Linked DNA regions of Pan troglodytes: region 2 is linked to region 1. Evidence: chromatin contacts called from public Hi-C data. All regions are on one chromosome and are shown on one strand. The core of a region is the stretch at or near the end of the contact, and the rest is flanking DNA. Distances in the headings are between cores, read along the strand shown. Region 1 holds the start of FBXO42 (F-box protein 42). Region 2 overlaps ARHGEF19 (Rho guanine nucleotide exchange factor 19).

Region 1 (3,728 bases), core at 362-2,861:
CAGGAGGTTGAGGCACGAGAATCGTTTGGACCCGGGAGGCAGAGGTTGCAGTGAGTGGAGATCACACCACTGCACTCCAGCCTGGGCGAAGAGTGAGACCCTGTCTCAATAAATACATAAAAAGGCCAGGCGCCGTGGCTCACACCTGTAATCCCAGAACTTTGGAAGGCCGAGGTGAGTGGATCACGAGGTCAGGAGTTTGAGACCAGCCTGTCCAAGATGGTGAAACCCCGTATTTTCTACTGAATTTTGTATTTTCTACTGAAAATACAAAAATTAGCTGGGCACGGTGGCGGGCGCCTGTAATCCCAGCTACTCGGGAGGCTGAGGCAGGAGAATCGGTTGAACCCAGGAGGCGGAAGTTGCAGTGAGCGGAGATGGTGCCACTGCACTCTAGTCTGGGCGACAGAGCAAGACTCAGTCTCAAAAAAATAAACAAATAAATAAAAATAAGTAAATAAATAAATAAAAACTACATTGGTTCGGTGCAGAAAGACCGGAAACTTGAAGTGGGGGCTTCCACATTATAGGCAGATTTAAACATTTTCTGATTGGCAATGAGTTGAAATAGTTATTATCAATAGGCCTGTAATCCAAGCATTTTGGGAGGCCGAGGCAAGTGGATTACTTGAGCTCAGGAGTTTGAGATGAGAGTGGACAACATGGCGAAACCCTGTGTCTACAAAAAAAATGGAAAAATTAGCCAGGCGTGGTGGTGCCCGCCTGTAGTCCCAGTTACTCAGGAGGCTAAGGTAGGAGGGATAGCTTGAGCCTGAAAGACAGAGGTTGCAGCGAACCAAGAACTCATCACTGGACTCCAGCCTGGGCAACAGAGTTAGACCCTGTCTCAAAAAAAAAAAAAGTTATTATCAATAGAAATGAATGTCTGGGTTATGATAAGGGATTGTGGACACCAAAGTTTTATCATGCACGTGAAGCCTCCAAGTGGCAGGTGGGCTCCAGAGAGAACAAATTGTAAATGTTTCTTACCAGTCTTAAGGTCTGTTGTGTTGATGTCAATGCTGAAGGATGTAATGAGGCATGTCTCATGTCCTGCTTCCTGTCATGGCCTGAACCAGTCTCTCAGGTTGGTTACATTTTAGACTGCCCTGGCCTAGGAGGAAGTCCGTTCAGATGGTTTGGTGTTGGGGGGGGTGGGGGCTTAGGTTTTTGTTTTGTTTTGTTTTGTTTTTTTGGCTTACAGAGTTTAGACTGAAGCCTTTGACTCTGTATCTGGCATTTCCTTAGACCACATGCTGTAGGGCTGGGCTCATGAAGATTCTCACCTACACACCAGGTTGCTCCCTTGAGAAGGGGGACTTTGCTGGATCCTATCCCCTAGCTAGTAGGAAGTAAAGGAGCTTGGGAACCAGACAAGCCTGAGTTTAAATCCTCTTTCCCGCGCCGCCCCACCTCCACTGATAGGTGTGTGACTCCGGGCAAATAAGTGATCGTTTTCTGTGCCTCAGTTTCCTCATCTGAAAAGTGGAGCTAGTAAGAACTCACACAGTGGTTGCTACGAGGCTACGGTTAAGGGAAGACTTCTCCTGCACACCTCAAGCACAGTTTCCCTCCCCTTGGCGATATCCAAGGGCACTCCCATCCGCCATAGCCCTCTCTGCTCATCGGGCCCTCGGGGTAGAAGTGAGTTAATTCCTGGCTAAATGTTAGTCTCAAACCACCGGGAAAACCACCCAGTTGCCCCAGACAGTGCAGCGGAGGGTGGGTGCGGCTATCAGGTCGACGCTAGAGACGCGGCGAAGGCGGGTGCGGAAGCCTCGCTCCCCCGAGCGCATTCCACCCTCCACAGAACCTCGGCCTGTGACCACGGCCCTTCTCAACACTGCGCCGCCCACTGGCCGCCCCTCGCCAGCCCGCCGCGCTGACGTGAGTGCGCGCGCGTCCTCCGCGCCCGCCCCGGCGCATGCGCGCTCTGCGCTGTCTTCTCCCGGCCTGAGCAGCAGCAGCTGCGGCGGCGGCGGCGTTTGAGTGGAGGAAGATGGCGGCTCCGGGCGGCTCGGGGTCCCGCCAGCTGTGAGGAGCCCCGAGCACGGCTGTCGCGGCCTGAGGCAGAGCGCCTCTGCTCTGGCCCTGTCCCTGGCTCCCTCATTACCGTCGCCAGCGGAGCGAACCCGAGAGCGTGGAGCGGGCTGGGCCAGGTGAGGCCTCTCCTCCTCCCCGGGCCGCAGAGGGGAGCCGGCGCCTTCTGCCCTTTATGCCCGGGACTGGCAAGGGGCAGCGGGCGCCCGGGGTCTGACGCAGGCCCCGTATCCCACGCGGGGGTCGGTCCTGGTTGGGCAGGGTGACTTGCTATCGCCGTCCTCGAGTGAGACGAGGAGGAGGAGAGCTCCTTTCCAGCCAGCCCTTGGGTTGGGAGCGAACCCACCCCCTCTCCTCAGCAGGGTGGTTCTCGTCCCCTCACCCGGGCAGTGAAGGGGTGTGTGGCCCGGGCAAGGATGGCTTTAGGGTGTCAGGTAATCTTTCATCGCTCCTCCGAACATTTCACTCCTTTGCGAGAGAGGAGTCGGGGGTCGGGTGCCCATCAAAATTGGGGCTGCGGCTGGGGGCTAGCATCTCTGAACCTGCAGCTGCAAAGGGATAATTTTGGAATTGGTTTACGTTAAATAAAACACAAAAGGCCTTTCCTATCCCCTAGCTTGTTGAGTGTTCCCCTAGAGAAATGGGAACTGCGGATCTCCTTGCTTGAGACAGCAATCCATGCTGTGACTGTGGAAGGCTTCTCTTGGCGAGAATTGTGTGTGCAAAGGGAACGGTGGAGGGTGGGAACGAATTTGTAAGCAAAGAGAAAACGATTGTGAGATCTTGATGGTCGCTGCAGAGTAACTTCAGCGCTGAGTTCGTTTGAAACCTTCGGTTTGTTAAGATTCAGAATAACCAATTGCTTTGTCTGTTAAATCTCCCGATTTCTGTTAGGAAAATAAAAGCCTCATTTCTTAATTGCCAGAGTCTGGATTTTTCTGTGGTGGGATTCTGATCGATCTAGATGAAGATTCTGACACATTACCAGTTTTACTTGCTGGCAGTTGCTGGCCCCGACGTTGAAACTATGTTGTTCCTTTTTGAGAACAACTTTTATTGCTGTTTAAATGCTAATTGGGAGACTTCGATTGTGTTTCTGTCATGTAGGGAAGTCGGTTTGAAGCCTTGTGGTCTCTTTCTTGAGGAATGATGGCTTCACTGAACTTGTGCTATGCAGAATTGTTGAGGCGATTGCTTTTGCTTGGACACACCAAAATATCTTTTGTAACAAATTGGCTTTACTTCTGCTTAAGAATGATGACATCATGGATTTAAAGAGGCAAGGAAAATTTGGGGGAAGTACCATCATTTAGAATTGAATATTTAGAATTAAGTCTGTATATCTTATGGCCATTAGTGATGCTGTGTTAAATTGCTAACTTTGAGTGTATTCACGTGTGTAATCTGATTGGGTGTCTTTTCTATTGTATGTTTTCATTTTATACCCAGTAACTGTTTGCTTTTGACAAGCCAGTATAAATAGATGATTCAATCTACATTGATCCATAGGCATGTTGCGTATCTTAAAAAGCTTTTCATTGTTAAAATGACAACTGTTTAGGTTATTATTTGACCATTTTCTTTCTTTCTTTCTTTCTTTTTTTTTTTTTTTTTGCAGTCTCTCACTCTGTCATCCAGGCTGGAGTGCAGTAGCACAGTCTCGGCTCTCTGCAATCTCCATCCCCTGG
Region 2 (3,728 bases), core at 891-3,390, 140 kb after region 1:
CTGGGGACCCCTGCCCCTCTCCAAGGGTTGCTATGGCCATCATCCCCAGGAGGCTCAGATACAGAGATCACCAGCGGGGGGATGCGGCCCAGCAGGGCTGGCAGCTGGCCACACTGTCCTGGTGCCCAGCCCCCAGCTCTGGAGGGACCCTGGAGTCCCCGACACACACAGCCACAGCGCCGGGCCAGCCACGGCTCGGAGAAGAAGTCTGCCTGTGAGTCACCCTGGGGGAGGCGGGTGTGGGTGCCATGGGGGGGGGGCGGATAAGGGAGGGGCTGGGCAGCTCCTTAACCTTTATGTCCCAAGGTTCCCCCAAAAGTCAGGACAAGTGGTAGATTAGTGATAAGGAAACTAGCGGGGCTCAGGGAAGGCAAGTGACTTGTCCAAGGTTATGCAGTGAGTGAGTCACCATTCTGGGCAGCCTGATCCCTCTGCCTACTGCAGCCAGGCCCTGTGCTCTCCTTACCCCTCTCGTGGACCCCAGGGCTCTGGGGACCAGATGCTAGCAGAAACACAGGCCCTTCCCTTGGGCATGGTGCCTGAACCTCCCCAGGTGCTCAGGGCCAGGGGCAGCAGCAGGGAGGGGGTTGGGGGAGACCCCAGCCCGTGCTCTCACTCCTTGCCCCCAACCCTAGGGCGCAAGATGCGGGTGTACCAGCGTGAAGAGGTCCCCGGCTGCCCCGAGGCCCACGCTGTCTTCCTAGAGCCTGGCCAGGTAGTGCAAGAGCAGGCCCTGAGCACAGAGGAGCCCAGGGTGGAGCTGTCTGGGTCCACCCGAGTGAGCCTCGAAGGTCCTGAGCGGAGGCGCTTCTCGGCATCGGAGCTGATGACCCGGCTGCACTCTTCTCTGCGCCTGGGGCGGAATTCAGCAGCCCGGGCACTCATCTCTGGGTCAGGCATCGGAGCAGCCCGGGAAGGTACCAGCTCCTCCCATGGGCCCTGAGGGCAGCCAGATGCCGGGTGGGGGTGGGGGTGGGGGATGCCCACTCACCGGCCGCCCCGGCCCAGGCCCCAGGCCCACTCTCTGGAACCCCCACCCTCTGGAACCCCCACCCTCAGTTCTCGCCCTCTCCAGGGAAAGCATCTGGAATGGAGGCTCGAAGTGTAGAGATGAGCGGGGACCGGGTGTCGCGGCCAGCCCCTGGTGACTCACGAGAGGGCCATGGCGATTGGTCCGAGCCCAGGTACCACCTCCCGTTTGGGCTTGGGTCCGAGACAGGGTGCAGGCGAACCAGGGCCGTGACGCTCTCTCTTTCCTAGGCTAGACACACAGGAAGAGCCGCCTTTGGGGTCCAGGAGCACCAACGAGCGGCGCCAGTCTCGATTCCTCCTTAACTGTACGTGGGAGGGGGGTCCCTGGGAGGAGGTAAGGGAGGAAGGGGCTGCGGTGTGGAAACGGGGAAAAGAGGGTTTGGAGAGTTGAGAGGTAGGGATCGAGTGAGAAACGGAGAATGGAACTGTCGGTATCTAGCACTCAGTAGGTGCTCAATTTGTTTATGGAATGAATGAATGAATGAATTCACTGTGTCCAGATATCCGAACCGCGGCAAAGGTTAAGTGACGCGGGCTCTTGAGGGAACCGGGGAAAAGCCGGGCAGGGGCTGGCGGGCGCCCCACGCTCTCGCCCGCCCGTCTTTCCCCCAGCCGTCCTCTATCAGGAATACAGCGACGTGGCCAGCGCCCGCGAACTGCGGCGGCAGCAGCGCGAGGAGGAGGGCCCGGGGGACGAGGCCGAGGGCGCAGAGGAGGGGCCGGGGCCACCGCGCGCCAACCTCTCCCCCAGCAGCTCCTTCCGGGCGCAGCGCTCGGCGCGAGGCTCCACCTTCTCGCTGTGGCAGGATATCCCCGACGTACGCGGCAGCGGCGTCCTGGCCACGCTGAGCCTGCGGGACTGCAAGCTGCAGGAGGTGGGCGCGCGCGGGGACCCGGCGGGGCGGGGGCGGAGGCGGGGGCGGGCCGGGGAGTACGCGGTCCGGGGACTTAGCGGGAACCGGGCCATAGAGGGAGGGGGACACACAAAGGATGTTGCTGGCGCAACTGTCCGCGCGGAAGGTTGGCTCTAGGACCTGACTACAAGAGGCCGTGTGGAAGCGAGGACAGCAAGCCGCTGAGCGAGGAGCGAGGGGAGCCGGGCTTGGGTGCGGGTAGGGGGCGGAGCCAGCGGGACGAAGCCTAGGATAGGACAGGGCCGGATGAGGGGCGGAACCATTGGGAGAGCAAATGCCTGGTGGGCGCGGAACAAGGCGGGGCCAGGATCAGGGGCGGGACCTGGGGGGTGGGCGGGGCCCTGGGAAGAACGCGTCGGGGCGGGGCTTAGGAGAGGGGCGGGATCGAGGACAAGCGAGGCTTGCACAATTGCCCGCGGCGGGACGTGGGTCGCCGGGCCCGCCCGGCGCCAGATTAGGAGTGGGGCTAGAGAAGGGGCGAGGACGCGAGGTGTGGCGTCCCGGGGTCTGGGGATGCGAGGCCAGGGCCTCCGAGGTGAACTGGTCCTGCCCTTTCGACCCCGTGTGCGCCCTCCCTCAGGCCAAGTTTGAGCTGATCACCTCCGAGGCCTCCTACATCCACAGCCTGTCGGTGGCTGTGGGCCATTTCTTAGGCTCTGCCGAGCTGAGCGAGTGTCTGGGGGCGCAGGACAAACAGTGGCTGTTTTCCAAACTGCCCGAGGTCAAGAGCACCAGCGAGAGGTGAAGAAGTGGTCTGGCCTGGCCCGGGGTGGGGACCGAGCCAGTGGTTGGCCAGCTCCCAGATCTGGGCTCTCCATCCTGGCTCTGACTCCTCAGGTTCCTGCAGGACCTGGAGCAGCGGCTGGAGGCAGATGTGCTGCGCTTCAGCGTGTGCGACGTGGTGCTGGACCACTGCCCGGCCTTCCGCAGAGTCTACCTGCCCTATGTCACCAACCAGGCCTACCAGGAGCGCACCTACCAGCGCCTGCTGTAGGGCTGGGGGCTCTGAAAGGGGCGGGGGTGTGGAGGGAGTCTCAGGCAGGTGTAGGCACTGAGGGCTGGGTGATGCAAGGTGACTCTGGGAGGGGAGGAGTCCCTGAAAAGGTCTCTGTGACCAGGATAAGGTGAGATGCAACCCCAAAGGGCAGTAAGGATGTGCTGAGAAGCCCCCTGAGTACCCCGTGGATGGCCAGGGTTGTGGATCCCAGGAATTCAGGCCTACCTGTGATTCCAGAGTCCTCCCCATTTTCCAGCCTGGAGAACCCCAGGTTCCCTGGCATCCTGGCTCGCCTGGAGGAGTCTCCTGTGTGCCAGCGTCTGCCCCTTACCTCCTTCCTTATCCTGCCCTTCCAGAGGATCACCCGCCTCAAGATGTTGGTGGAGGTACCTCGAGGGGACAGGCCACAGTGAGGGCTGGGCGAGGGAGATACACCTGTGGGCGGGCCGGGTCTCAGGGGAGTATGAGGACTGCCTCATTGTGCTGATCCCACCTTCCAGAACATCCTGAAGCGGACAGCACAGGGCTCTGAAGACGAAGACATGGCCACCAAGGCCTTCAATGCGCTCAAGGAGGTGAGCTGGGCAGGGCAGGGGCTGCTTGGCTCCTGAGGCCCCCCTGGACCCCCAGCGTGTCTCTAAAACAGCCCCCAGCTGTCAGAGTCTCCGGTCCCCAGGCAAGAGTCTGAGGCTGGGCTCTGGGAGCCGGAGCTGAGGGGCTGCAGGTGACCTCCCCACGGCTCCCCCAGCTGGTGCAGGAGTGCAATGCTAGTGTACAGTCCATGA

What was found. A called contact is a pair of places that touch in the nucleus more often than the background predicts.
Region 2: a Hi-C map of stem cell-derived neural progenitor cells shows a contact between it and region 1, with 4 times the contacts expected there. The contact joins the enhancer-like site here to the promoter of FBXO42 in region 1. A contact is called at or near these places in 1 of 7 Hi-C or Micro-C datasets (stem cell-derived neural progenitor cells) and 1 of 1 datasets of contacts at active chromatin or transcription factors (stem cell-derived excitatory neurons).

Annotation. Positions count from the first base shown.
Region 1 is chr1:214,856,596-214,860,323 of NHGRI_mPanTro3-v2.0_pri, forward strand. It overlaps FBXO42 (F-box protein 42), which reads left to right and starts at 1,612. Exons shown (of 10, transcript XM_513066.9): 1 at 1,612-2,159. SZRD1 (SUZ RNA binding domain containing 1) reads right to left here and starts at 1,881. Exons shown (of 5, transcript XM_054663088.1): 1 at 1,507-1,881; 2 at 991-1,114. The coding sequence starts at 1,050.
Region 2 is chr1:214,998,586-215,002,313 of NHGRI_mPanTro3-v2.0_pri, forward strand. ARHGEF19 (Rho guanine nucleotide exchange factor 19) reads left to right here. Exons shown (of 16, transcript XM_009449053.5): 2 at 1-214; 3 at 636-917; 4 at 1,076-1,184; 5 at 1,261-1,337; 6 at 1,645-1,907; 7 at 2,527-2,687; 8 at 2,784-2,936; 9 at 3,200-3,329; 10 at 3,444-3,518; 11 at 3,692-3,728. Among named protein-coding and RNA genes, the nearest start is that of ARHGEF19, 10 kb to the left of the region's middle. Within about 2 kb of position 2,141, at least 12 of the 24 cell types and tissues checked have an H3K27ac peak or open chromatin away from gene starts, as enhancers often do. A contact at or near this core is called in stem cell-derived neural progenitor cells, where this site is marked.